Regions from separate parts of the Mus musculus genome. Here region 2 is linked to region 1. Evidence: chromatin contacts called from public Hi-C data. All regions are on one chromosome and are shown on one strand. Each heading gives the region's core, a stretch centred on a gene start, on an enhancer-like site or on the middle of the called end of the contact. The rest is flanking DNA. Distances are from core to core; before and after follow the strand shown. Region 1 holds the start of Evi5l (ecotropic viral integration site 5 like). Region 2 holds the start of Lig4 (ligase IV, DNA, ATP-dependent).

Region 1 (6,701 bases), core at 2,158-4,657:
TCCATCCCTAGAAGTCACTCACGCATCCCATGAAAGAACTATGCTGGTGCCCAGCCCCTGTCCAAGTACTTCTGGGACACCCTAACCTGCCACGCCTGCCTGGTGACTGCATCCATAAGTCATCCCTGTCACACCTTCCTGGACGTCCTTTCTCAGAGCTCTTACGGCAGTGTAAGTAACTCTGTCTCCTGCATTCCTACTGCAGCAGCAGCAGCAGCAGCAGCATGTGATAGCAAAGGAACACACTGGAACACTGGCTCCTTTCGGTCGGTCGCTCAGAGGATTAAATGAGATGATATGCAAATGATGTTTGGCATAGTGAACACAAGACAAGAGCTCAATCAATGTGTGCTTCTGGGTCTAACTCTTCCTCAAGCTGGCTGTGCAGGCTTTAGATACAGGCCATCTGAGTCAATTCCCTGGGCACAGTGGGGTTATCACCCATAAACACTGACTTGACATTCTACAAGACTTGTTTCTGATCTACTAGTACCTATCAAAGCACAGACACAAAAGACAATGTATCTATATCCCCAGGCTACAGCAAAGCTGTGTTGGCTCTACTCAAAGACTTAAAGCCTTCTTGTACTTTCTACAGAGTTCACAGTCTATCCCAGGGGCCCTTTCTAACCCGCTGTGTCCATCTGTGCAAAGTCCCCTGGGGAGTGGGGGGAGGTCTTGCAGCTTCTCATGTGCCACATGACCTTCAAGTCTTTTCATGCACTCTTGCTCTCAAATGGACATGATAAACTTCTATCTTGTGTCCATCAGGAGGGCTGCCAGTAGTTAGTTCCCCATGTCCTCAGTCCTTCCAGAAGATGCCTGCATGACTACAAGTCCCACAACAGATCATCTTTTTTCTTCATTCTTTCAGCCCTGATTTAAGCCAGCTTCCTGCAAGATGGCTAAGTCCTTCAGATATGGCTACTATCCACTGAAGACAGGGATCATCAGGGCCAGTGACAATACCAACTTTGCTAGGTGTGTGTGGGGTCTGTTCTGCTAAACCCCACTGTTCTGCTAAACCTCACTGCTCCCAGGAAACACATTAGGCCACACCCTAATCTAACTGGCTTGACTGCAGCAGAATACTACTATTCTAAGGGCTTTTTCCCCCAACCCCCATTTTCCAGATGGAGAAGTTGAAGTTCTAAGCCAAGATGAGTTTTTTTTTTTTATTCAAATCTGTTCAGAATTTGTTTGTAAATATTCTACAAGGAAACCTAGGCTTTTTATCTGGGTCTTTCCAGGCATAACCAAATGCTTGTTAGGAGCTGGTTTGTTCTGGATTCTCCTTTACACTCCCTAGTTCTACAACTACAGCCAGTTCTGCAATCTCTTCTTTCCTCTCTGTCTTGTGCCGGGGCCAAGCTACCTGTGATCCCTTCCAAACCACCACAGTCAACCGCAGGAATCCAGAGGGAACCCACAGGTGGGACCCTAGGATGGGAGCTGTGGGGCAGAATTGGTAGGGAGAACCAATACAATACAACCATGAAGAGTGAGGGATGTGGGGAGTCTGGCTTAATGACAGATTGGCTGGGAGTGGTGTATATGGGAGTGGGGGTGTCAAGCAGAGGGGGTTGTCAATCAGAGCACTCATCCTTTCACACACACCCCCCCTGTCTTCTTCACATTTTAACCCTTCTGAAAATATTCCTTAAAGAGGTGCTTGCTTTTGGCAGGTCTGACCCAGTCTGAGCAGATCCCACATGCTAGGAGGAAGCTGTTTTATTTTGACCAAACATTGGTGGTGGGTAAAAGAACTCACAGGGCTCTCAGAAACTGGCCTTGATGAGCACCTTAGATGGCAGCACTGTCTATATCATCTGAGGCCAACAGATGCCATAGGCTCAAGGATGCTGGTCCTACCAGTCTGGTCAGACTTTAGGATTGGGGCCAGGAGCCGCTGGAAGATCTCACTCCCCATGGTATGTATAGGGAGGTGCCATTGATTTGGAGATGGGCACTGGTTCCTTTTGGGACACTGGTGTAGGAAAGAATGTCCTTCCTATTAAAAAGGATAAGAAAGAGAGAGGGGGGGGAGAGATTTGTGGTAGGTAGATCTTAGGCCCTGACACGCCCTGGAGTCCCAACTCAAAGAGAATGGGGTGGAAGGGACAGGCTAGGTGCTGGGGACAGAGCTTGCCACCTCACAATCTTCTGTCTTTTGTCTGAGTTAGGAGGTCTGTTGAGGGTACTGGGCTCAAGAAGGTGTATAGAAGTTCTCATGTGTGTGTGTGTGTGTGTGTGTGTGTGTGTGAGAGAGAGAGAGAGAGAGAGAGAGAGAGATGGGGGGGGGAGAGCACTCATGGGCCTGGGTCTGGGTTGGGCCCTTAGGTTCCTGTATATTTAGGGGTATCTAAATGACCCCACTCTGTATCAGAAAGATGGATGGGGAGGGTGTGTCTATGGGGGATGGGATTCAGCACTATCTTTTGGTCTTTTGGGAAGTCCTGAGTGTTCATTTCTTCAGGAAGATGCCATCTAGATGGCTCAAGATCAGCAACAGTGTATAGTCTTCTCAGAAGACTAGAAGTGATGTTTTTTTTGTTTTTGTTTTTATTGGAGCCCTTGAGCAGGAGGGGTGCCAAGTGAGCAGGCTGAGCTGATGTCTCTGGATTCAGTTGGGAATCTTTCCGTTTAAGAGGTGAGGCATGGGTTTCTGTGGAGTCAGAAAGAAAGAGTATAGGGCTCTGATCTTGGTCTCCTTGGAGAGGATGAGGGTGTAGGCCAGACACAGAAGACAGGAAGCCAAGTGGGAGGTTTAGGGGGATGTAAAGGCAAGAGATGTGCAGATGGGAGGGGTCCTGGGACTCGGGGTGGTGGTGGTGGTGGTTGTGGATTGGAAAGGAGACGCTCATGGTGTGTGTGTGTGGGGGGGGGCAGGTCTGCAGACTGGGGGATGGGGAAGCCCTGGACAGATTCTAACAGAGGAGTCTTGGGAAAGATGTACAGAGGTCCTGAGCCTGTGGGGGACGTCGCGAAGAGACACTGGGTCTTAGGAGCCCTGGGAGGGATCCTGAGGGGATCGGGAAGGAGGGTGGGCGGAGGCCGGAGTTCCAGGGTCCGGGACTGGGAATGCCAAGGCTCCCAGCGTGGATTCTGGAGGCGAGGCGACCCCAGGTCACGCTCCTGGTTTGGCTTCCCCGCGGGGCCCCGCAGCACTGACGCCCCCAAGGAGAAGAGGCCCGGTTCGGGCCGCCCTACCTGCGCCGAGAGCGCCTCCATCGCCGCGCCGAGCCTCGCTGTCCCTGCGCTGTGTCGTCCGATGCCCCGACCCACGGTCACGTCTGCTCGAGGGTCCCGCAAACCCCGCGGCCCGGCCCCTTTCAATCAGCCACCCCCGGGGACCGCGGCCGTCGCTGGCTCCGCCACTGCCATTTCACCCGCTGACAGGAGCCGCTGCCCCGCCCCCCGCCCCCCAGCCCAGTCAACCAATTCACCGCCCCCTTAGGCCTTTGGCTCCGCCCACTGTAGAAGAATGACATAAGACCTGACCAATCCATAGCCACCCCGTGAGGCGGACCCTGGCTACGGTTCTCTGAGGAGAGGAGCGAATTGAAATGAGAGAATCTGTGATGGACATCTAATTTTACCTATCAAAATAAGTAATAATATTGATCGACACCTAAACTACTAATAGTGATGGGCGAGAGGTGTGCCTCGGAAGGAAAGCTGAGGCCTTGAGCAACCCTTAGCTGAAAGCACTAAGCCCCGCCCAGAGCTGGAATTCTACCCAATCATGAGAGGTTCTGAGCCGTCCATTACTATCTGCTCTTCAAACCTCGTCCCTGGTAACTGTTGAGATGGGAGGGGTGTGCTGTGAAAGAGATCCTGACTTCTAAGCAGTCAGCGACACTGATGGAAGGCGGGCTCTTGTATTTGACCAATGGAGTCGTGAGACTGGGAATGAGGTTGGCGTCCTGGGCGGTAGGACTTAAGGCCATGGGCTGAATGAAATGGAGGAGTTAATGAGGAGGCGTGTCTCGGTGCAAGGATAGGCGGGACCAGACAAGGGCCGGGCTCCTGGCTTGGGTTTTAGATCGGGCGTATGCAGAAGGCCTCTCTTCAGAGCCAGCATCTCTGTGGTGGCCGGGTGGTTAGGTCAGGTCCTACCCTTGCTGGGTGAATCTGGCATCAAAACGCCGATTGCATCCTTCATTTGCCCCAACCATTATCTCTCCTGGGACGGGGCGGGGCGGGGCGGGGATGGGGTATAGAGCGGCGGAGGGGGTGTCAGGTCTCCTTTGGGTCCAGAGCCGCACACGTGAGAGCTGCTTTAAAGGCTTGAAGAATGAATGAATGAATGGGACCTTGGTTCTTTTGCCGACTCCCCCTTGTCCTCGTTTTTTTCCTCCTCCCCTTTCTCCTTCCACTTTGTTTTTATTTTTTTTTTATTTTAATTTTTGAGACAGAGTCTATTGTAGTCTTAGGATGACCTCAAAATTTTCTGTGTAGCAGAGGGTGACTTTGAACTCCAGATCCTCCCACTTTTCACCTTCCACTCACCACCTTGGCCAGATCCTAGATTCTTTTAATAAGTAAGTGAGGGCAGAGAGCATGTATGACCCATCATTGACAGCTACAAGACTTGAGAAGAGGATGACTCCAGGGTGTGGGTTATGGGCCTTGGACAGGGTGGGGCAAGGAAGGATGTGTCATAGAAGGAAAGCTGAGATCATAGGTTCAGCAGGGGGAGTGGTTCCCCTCTGGAGGAGACTGATGAGTAGTGGAGTACAGCCTGATTCACAAAAGGCTACAAAAAAGTTCAGCATGATGGCTGAAGATCGGGGGGGGGGGGGGGGGACACGAGGGGAAACAGAGGAGTCTATTCAGAATAGGGACTGTCAGGATTTCTAAGGTTTGAGATCTTAACCTTTTGTATAGTCAGGGCTTCTATTTGATACTAACAGTTGACAGTCACATGGATTTTTAAATTTTTAATTTTGTTTTTGTTTTTGTTTTGTTTTGTTTTGTTTTTTGAGACAGGGTTTCTCTGTATAGCCCTGGCTGTCCTGGAACTCACTCTGTAGACCAGGCTGTCCTGGAACTCAGAAATCTGCCTGCCTCTGCCTCCTGAGTGCTGGGATTAAAGGCAAGCGCCACCACGCCCGGCTTAAAATTTATGAGATAGGGTCTCACCACAGCTCAAGCTGGCTTCCAACTCGCAGCGCATTTGACTGGTGTCAAACTCAGAATTTTCCTACCTTAGTTTCCAGAGTGCATGGATGTGTATTATAGTGTTGATCTCATACACTCTCCCTCTTTTATCTATATTGCCCCATTAAAATTTTGAAACTGTTAAGAAAAACTAGACTATTACTAAATACTCAGGTGATTGAAAACCTCATTCCATCCACATTTCTGTATTCCTTTCCCTCATCTAAAAAAAAAAAAGAGAAGAAAAGAAAAGAAAAGGAAAGAAAAGTTCTTCTACAGCCCGTTTGTGTGCTGTGCTATTTAACAGCATCAAGTTGAAATCAACCTCCTGCGGAGGATGCAGCTCAGTTGGTAGAGTGCCTACCTAACTAACATGCACGAAGCCCCAGGTTTGATCCTAGCACGTTGGTAAAAAAAGATATAGTAGTAAACACCTGTAGTCCCCAGCTCAGGGAGGTGAAGGCAGGAAGACAAGTTCGAGGCCGTTCTCAGCTCCACAGTGACTCTGAGGCCAGCCTAGGTTACATGGAAGCATGGCTCAAAAGAGGAGGATAGGCACCTGAACAGTTCAGTCGGGAGTTAAGATTGATAATTGCTCTTACAGAGGACCTGAGTTCACTTCCCAGCACCCACATCTGGTGGCTGACAACTACCTGTAACTCCAGTTCTAGGATATCCTCTTATGCCTCTTTTGGCCTCTTAGTACAGTGAAATTATTTTGAAAAAAAAATTAAAAATTTCTTATCTATATGTTTCTATCTATCTATCTATCTATCTTTTTTTTTTTTTTTTGAGACAGGGTCTTACTATGTAGCCCAGGCTGTCCTGAAGCTTGTTCTATATACCAGGCTGGGATTGAACTCACAGGGATCTGCCTGACTCTGCCTCCCAAGTGATGTGATTAAACGAATGCACCACCGCAATCCAGCTTTTATTTTAAAAAAATTTTTTTAAATTAGTTCAGTTTGTCTTCATGTCACCTGAAGAGGCCAGAAGAAGTAATTGGCCCCTCTGCAGTTGGACAAGCTGCTGTGAGCTACCCTACCTGAAGGCTGTGAAGCAAACAGGTTCTGTGGAATACAGCAAGTACTCTTAATCACCGAGCCACCTCTTTAATTGCTAAAAAGAAATTTTGGGAAATCTGAGGATGTAGCTCAATAGTTGAAAACTTGCTAAGCATATATGAGACCAAAGCCTTCATCCCCAGTGCCACAAAAAAGTTTTTTCCCCCCTTTTGGGACAAGACCTCATTTAGCTCAGGGTGGTCATACACTCAGTAGCCAAGGATACCTTTGATCTTCTGACTCTCCCGTGTCCACCTCTTAAGAGCTTTAAATACAGGCAGTGCCACCAGTTAGGTTTTATATGGTGCTGGGCTTGAACTCACAGCTTCATGCATGCTAGGCAAGCACTATACCAACTAAACCACACCCCCAGCCTAGTTAATTTTTATTGTTTTGAGATGGGGTGGTGGTGTCTGTTCCTCAGGCTGGCCTGAAACTCCAGGGCTCAGGGGATCCTTTGGGTTCAACCTTCCA
Region 2 (6,701 bases), core at 1,884-4,383, 5.8 Mb before region 1:
TTTATTGTCTTTTATTAAGCAGACTTCATAGGAGGCCTTGAGCTCCTAGGCTCACTCTGAATGTAGGTTGCTCTTGCTGTGGAAAACACTGCACCTCTAGCAAGCTGATGTTAGGAATACACATTACTTTACGATCTAAGACTTGTAAGACTAAGTGGCACATACTATATATAATAAGGTATTAGGAAGCCTGCCACTCACCAAACATTCTAATTACAAGAACTGGGGCTTGCCCTAGATCTAAAGTGGGGTGTTTTAGGGGCCTCGGGTTTTCCTGAGGCAGATCAACAATTATAAGAAACTGGAATCTTGGGAGGATGAACGAACTAGAGAAACAAAGACTTGACAGCCCAGTGCCTGAGTTTCTGAACTGTCTGGGAGAGCATCCAACGTTCCGGCGAAAGGCAGCAGGCCAAGTGCTACCTGTGGCTGTACATGTACAAGTCAGCTAGCCTTCTGCTTGCCCGGTCTTTCTAATACCTATTTCCAGGATGTGGTGATAAAATGCTGCCACCTCTGAGTCAAAATTCAAGCATTTTCTTATCTATCGCAGCAAAGCAAGTCTCAGTAAGCACTGCGAATCCCAGTTAAATCACGGCAGTGACTCAAGTTATTAGAGTGAAGCTTTATTTTTCTGTGGAGACCCAGCTCAGACTACAGGTCCTCCAGCAAGCTTTCCTCGGACCTCGTTCCCAGTGTCACCAGTTCCATCCTGTAGCCTGGGCCGACTCATGTGGCACTATTTACTAAGGGGGTGATGAGCCTGCTTATATAGGCTGGGAGTTCCGTGATGGCAGTGACCTTATGTTACTCCATCGGACGCTTTCAACGCGTAGCAAGGCCGAAGGTACAGAGCAAGTCCAACTCAATCCCAGCTCAACTGAGTCAAGTCTTTGGTAGCACAGCTGTGACATAACTCTGCACTGCCAATCATTAATTCTCAGTGAGATAAAACAGTGCTTTAGAGAAGAACATGTCTAAGCACACACACACATAAGGACTAATTCATGCCAAAAGACAGAGCAGATCGACAAAAAACAAAACAAAACCCAACGTTCAAACTTAAAGCCAGTGTGTCACTTGGTTCCTGCTGCCTGGTAGACAAGTGCACAACTAAAGGTTTACTTTAGGTTGCCAGCTCAGCCAAGCACACTCCCTGATGCATTCTCGCTTCACACCAATGGCTAAAAAAAAAAAGAGGCCCAGTGACTTCAAGTGTGCGACAACTCTCTGGATTTTATGGCCCCGTCGCCCGCAGCTGCGAGGTTAGCAGGTCTGCACCTGTTACAGACAAACGCGCCCAGTCCCTCCGACCCAAGCCCGGGGTTTGCTGGCCGACTGTTCTGGGAGTAGATACGGGCTCCCGAATCCGAGCTGCGGGGTGAGGAGGTCGGGGAGGCCGCCCGCGTCCCCGCCGCACTTACTCAGGCTCGCGGGCGGGCTGCGCAGTCGGCCGCGGGCTCGGAACCCGGCTCCGCGCTGCAGCGAGGCCCCGCGCCGCCCCCGCCGCTCCTCATCGTCTTCCTCCCGCCGAGGGGCCGCCGTCGCCACTGTCTAGCCCGGAGCTCCTGCGGCGCGGCGGGCCCAGCTGGCGCAGCCTCCACTTCCGGCTCGCGCGCGGTGTCCCTGGCAAATAACCCCGCCGGCCCCCACATAACCTGTTCTCCAGCTTCCTCCCGGGAGCGCGAAGCCAACCTGTGCACCCCTATGCGCATGCGCAGGACACTGGGCTCCGCCTTCATGCTACGGTAGCCCGTAGGGGCAAGATACATCTCGGCGTTTCCAGTCAACTGCTGCCTGAACACATTTCGGAGAACAAGGAGTTTCTCTTCTCTCCTCTTCTCCCCTCCTCTCCCAAATGTGCCTGCTCTTGGCTATGCTCTTTCACTTATCTGCACTAAACTTTCTCTTCCACCATGCCTAACTTTCAGGTAGTTATGCCCTTCCTTTTTACTTTTTTTTCCCCCCACTCTGAGGATAAAACAAATTTGGTTCTCCATTAACCATGCAGCTAAAAAGCACATTAGAGCAAGAGCTTTGAATTAACTAATAGCTTTTCTCGGCTCATAATTTGTGGTTCTTTCGTATCAGTAAAGCAGAGCCCGACCTGTGCCTGACGTCGGAGCGCAGGAGCAGTTGAATAAGACACGGATGTGTAAGAGTTGTACAAGCTGTACGAGCACCGCTGATGCTCCTGTACAGTAACGTGTGGCTTTGCAACACCACAGGGAAACTATCGTGAGACTAAGGGAAACTACAGAGAAAATAACTGGCCACACGGAGCCGTAGGATCTGGCCCCACTTTAAACTAGCCCTGGACTGTCGGCCTTGTGAAATGCAGCGTAAACACATTAGACAACCCCTGAAAGCAATTGACACTCTAGTGTCTCACCAGGACTGCAAAGTTTCACCTTCAAAGAAAGTGTTCCCCACACTTTGCCTATAATTTCTGAACTCTTATTGGTGGAGTAGGGCAGGTCATAGCCACCAATGCCAGTGGAAAGTAAGAGTTTCTGAGACGTGGAGCGTACGTTTATACTTCTATTTTGAGTATCTAGTATAGTTATTGAGTGACAGTAAGGTGTTCAATAACACTATCAGCTAGCTTTATTCCAAATCACCGAGCACCATTGAAAAGCCTTTAGTCCATGTAAGTATGTTTCTGCGCCATGAATTATTTATTACTATGTAATACATAATTATTTTTATTATTATGTATTATTTCTGCACAGTGAAAAGGCTACCAAGAACACAGAACCTGAATTAATTTTGCAAAAGTCTTTTTCTGGAGCCCTAGACTTTTTAGGTGGGAGGATTCTCTTCTGTCCTGGAAGTCTTCAGAAGCCAGTCCTGTCAGGGCAGCAACCCAGGCTCCAAGTTCCTCAAATTCGGCTCAACGATGACATCCAGCGGCGAGGGACCGAACATCCTTTGCTACAGGCAGAGACAGTGGAGGCGCGCTGCGCAGGCGCTCTGAGCCGCCGCGCCGGCCCGCCCCTGCCTCGCCTGTGCCTTTAAAAGCCGGCAGGCTCGCCTGTTCCCACTGCGCCTGCGCGGCAAGCAGCTGGCGGAAACGCCCGGCCGGCTTCTTGTGGCGGCAGCTTCCGGTCGGAGTGGGGCGGGGCAACCTCTGCTAAGCAAGTGGTGTGGCGGGTTGGAGGAGGCAGGGAGGTTCTTGGTCCTAGGGAGGCTGCGTCCTTCCCGTGCTTTGTCCCAGCGTCACCACCCGCCTTCCACGGTGCAGCCGGCTCGCTGGGGACTGATTTCAGGTGGCAGCCACCGGGTGAAGAAATCGTGTCCTGATGCTTAGTTGTATCCGCACGCTGCCCTGCCCCCTGCCACCTAGCTACCTGGGACCTGCGCGCTCCCCCAGCTCCTTCATTCGGCAGGGTTGGGGTTCACGGGCTGCTTAGGTAAGCAAAGCACTAATGCAACAGGTATGGAGGCACCTTCCAAAGCCTGTGGTCATCGACTTTACCACGAGTTAAAATGTTTGAGTGCATTTGAACTTCAGCACCTGAAGCCTGCCAACGAACTTAATTGTTTTATTGGGGATGGAAAGCATAATATCAAACCTCCGAGTGATAAAACAGCAGAAATTCAAATAGTTAACTCCTGTAGTTGGTGTTGAACAAAATGTGTGTGTTTGATAGCAATTTGAATTCTTGGTTTTCTGTGTTGATAGTTGTTTTAAGATGCTCGTGTATTCACACCATTGCCTACAATACACTATTATTATAAACGCAACTTGAATCGTTTGCTCCAGCTCGTTGAGAAAAAGTTCGAGACTATATGTATTCTCCAGATATACCTATAGAAGTGCACTTGTATTGGGACATTCAGAAAGTATTTAATACACGTCATCTTACATGCGTTGTACAGAAATTATAACTGTAGTATTATGCACCACCATGTACCCACTTGAAGGACCCAGGTGGCTGGTGCAGTCAGTTATGCAAACCAGCTTCAACAAGGGAAGCAGTTAACCAAAATTGTAGTTACAGATGTCAGAAGATACAGTCCCAGGTGGCTTATCTTGATCTGACCTGCTGATTTAGTTGTGTTTCCTCTGTGAAAAATACGACTTAGAAGTGATGTTTGTTTTGTCCTCTATAAGCTACTAATGCTGTGAATAGTTTCCAGAGCAGGCTGAACTATGTTTGATGTCTATTTAACCAGCCCAGCCCTGATCCCCTCCTCCTTTTTCCATAAAGCATTTAATAATTAGTTCCACAAACAAATTTGAGCTATATGATATTCATCACTGGGAGCACAAATTGCCACTTGATGTGAGACTTTTCTTTGTGGAGTAGGGAAGTAGAGTATGAGGAATTTCATAATCTCCACTGCCTGGCCAGATACTGTTGTCTGAAGTCACATAATAAAGCATTAGTTGTTTTTCCTGGAACATGCATTTTACTTGAAATTATTTTTAGAATACTTGTTTGACTATTATATAGTTTAAGTTGCATTAAAGTAACTGACATGCATTCCTGTAGAACATGTAGGGATATTTAAAACTTTGCAAAACTTCACACTTGTGTTAATATATGTTAGGGAACATTCTAAATCCTGTTCATTCATTTCCTTGATTTCCAAAACCTTTGGCGAAAAGGCAGTGATTACTAGGGTTGGGATTTTGATATTTGGTAAAGCACTGTGTTAGCATAGTTTGATCTCTTTGTGCCTTTTGTTCTTTACAGTGTATATGCTGTCGTCATAAAGCAGAAGCAACCCTATCATACTGCCTGGCTCATGTGTAGTCACTGAATATTTGGGAAATAGCAGGCAGAAAAATATGAACAAAAATTATAAATTAGGGCAGTGGTGGCACGTGCCTTTAATCCCAGCACTTGGGAGGCAGAGGCAGGCAGATTTCTGAGTTCGAGGCCAGCCTGGTCTACAGAGTGAGTTCCAGGACAGCCAGGGCTACACAGAGAAACCCTGTCTTGAAAAACCAAAAATAAATTAATTAATTAATATTTGTATATATATGGTAAAAATAGGTAAAAATGATGCTGTTTTGGGGTCTGATTTCCAGTTGAGGTTTGAATGGCAGAGGGGTTTGCCCCAGCTGTCAATGAAGGGATGAGGTAAATGGAGACATAAGCCTTTTGGCTGGAAGAGAAGGATAGCTGTTGTTTGTCTTTGTCAACTGTGGTTCAGATTTCAGAATGCCCAAGAAATAGGACTCCAGTTCAGTGAGCAAGTGATTTCTTAGAATCGTTGATGGCAATTAGTTTGTCTTAGGTGCTGTATAATTACCCAAGAAACAAGAAACATAAACAGACTTTACTTTTAAACCTTAGAAATAAAATTTGCCACAACTGATTTGACTTCCATTACTAAAAATAATACTTTTGTATTCGGTGCTAAATAGTCAGTAGCTAGAATACCATTGAATGTTAACATTTAAGATAAGTTGATAGGCATAGGAAATGAAGCTGAGACTTGAGAGGAAGTGTTGGTCAGGACCAGAAGGAAAGCAGCTACCTGTGTATCCACTTATTGCATTGACCTGTTATTAAGTAAACTTAAGAGTTATTATGATCTAAGTCACCTCTATAAGCACTTTGTTTTAAATGTTTATAAATTGCCACTGCCACTTAAAGTTACTTTTCCTTTTGCTTTATCAGTTCAAACCGGAGGATTTGTTGTCGCTTCTATGGCTTCCTCACAAACTTCACAAACTGTTGCAGCTCATGTCCCCTTTGCAGACTTATGTTCCACACTAGAACGGATACAGAAAGGTAAAGACCGTGCAGAAAAAATCAGGCACTTCAAGGAGTTTTTGGATTCGTGGAGAAAATTTCATGATGCCCTTCATAAGAACAGAAAGGACGTTACAGACTCTTTTTACCCTGCAATGAGACTCATTCTCCCCCAGTTAGAAAGAGAGAGGATGGCTTATGGAATCAAAGAAACCATGCTCGCTAAGCTCTACATCGAATTGCTGAACTTACCACGAGAAGGCAAGGATGCCCAGAAGCTCCTCAATTACCGAACCCCCAGTGGAGCTCGCACGGATGCTGGGGACTTTGCCATGATTGCATACTTTGTTTTGAAGCCAAGGTGCTTACAGAAAGGAAGCTTAACCATACAGCAGGTAAATGAACTCTTAGACTTAGTTGCCAGCAATAACTCTGGCAAAAAAAAAGACCTAGTGAAAAAGAGCCTTCTTCAGTTAATAACCCAGAGTTCAGCACTGGAGCAAAAATGGCTGATTCGCATGATTATCAAAGACTTAAAGCTTGGCATCAGTCAGCAAACAATATTTTCCATTTTCCACAATGATGCAGTTGAGTTGCACAACGTCACCACAGATCTGGAAAAGGTCTGCAGGCAGCTGCATGACCCCTCTGTAGGGCTTAGTGACATCTCTATCACTCTGTTTTCTGCCTTTAAGCCAATGCTAGCTGCTGTAGCAGACGTGGAGCGTGTGGAGAAGGACATGAAGCAGCAGAGTTTCTACATCGAAACTAAGCTTGATGGTGAGCGCATGCAGATGCACAAAGATGGCGCGCTGTACCGGTACTTCTCCAGAAACGGTTACAACTATACCGACCAGTTTGGTGAATCTCCACAGGAAGGCTCTCTCACCCCATTTATTCACAATGCGTTCGGGACAGATGTGCAAGCGTGCATCCTTGACGGTGAGATGATGGCCTACAACCCAACAACACAGACTTTCATGCAGAAGG

What was found. A called contact is a pair of places that touch in the nucleus more often than the background predicts.
Region 2: a Hi-C map of CD4 T cells shows a contact between it and region 1, with 6 times the contacts expected there. The contact joins the promoter of Lig4 here to the promoter of Evi5l in region 1. A contact is called at or near these places in 2 of 484 Hi-C or Micro-C datasets (CD4 T cells and regulatory T cells).

The regions. Positions count from the first base shown.
Region 1 is chr8:4,163,273-4,169,973 of GRCm38.p6, reverse strand. Evi5l (ecotropic viral integration site 5 like) reads right to left here and starts at 3,407. Exons shown (of 20, transcript NM_001346730.2): 1 at 3,211-3,407. All of the region lies in intron 4 of 4932443L11Rik (a long non-coding RNA gene), which reads left to right.
Region 2 is chr8:9,972,743-9,979,443 of GRCm38.p6, reverse strand. It overlaps Lig4 (ligase IV, DNA, ATP-dependent), which reads left to right and starts at 3,133. Exons shown (of 2, transcript NM_176953.4): 1 at 3,133-3,413; 2 at 5,637-6,701. The coding sequence starts at 5,666. Abhd13 (abhydrolase domain containing 13) reads right to left here and starts at 1,727. Exons shown (of 2, transcript NM_001081119.1): 1 at 1,425-1,727.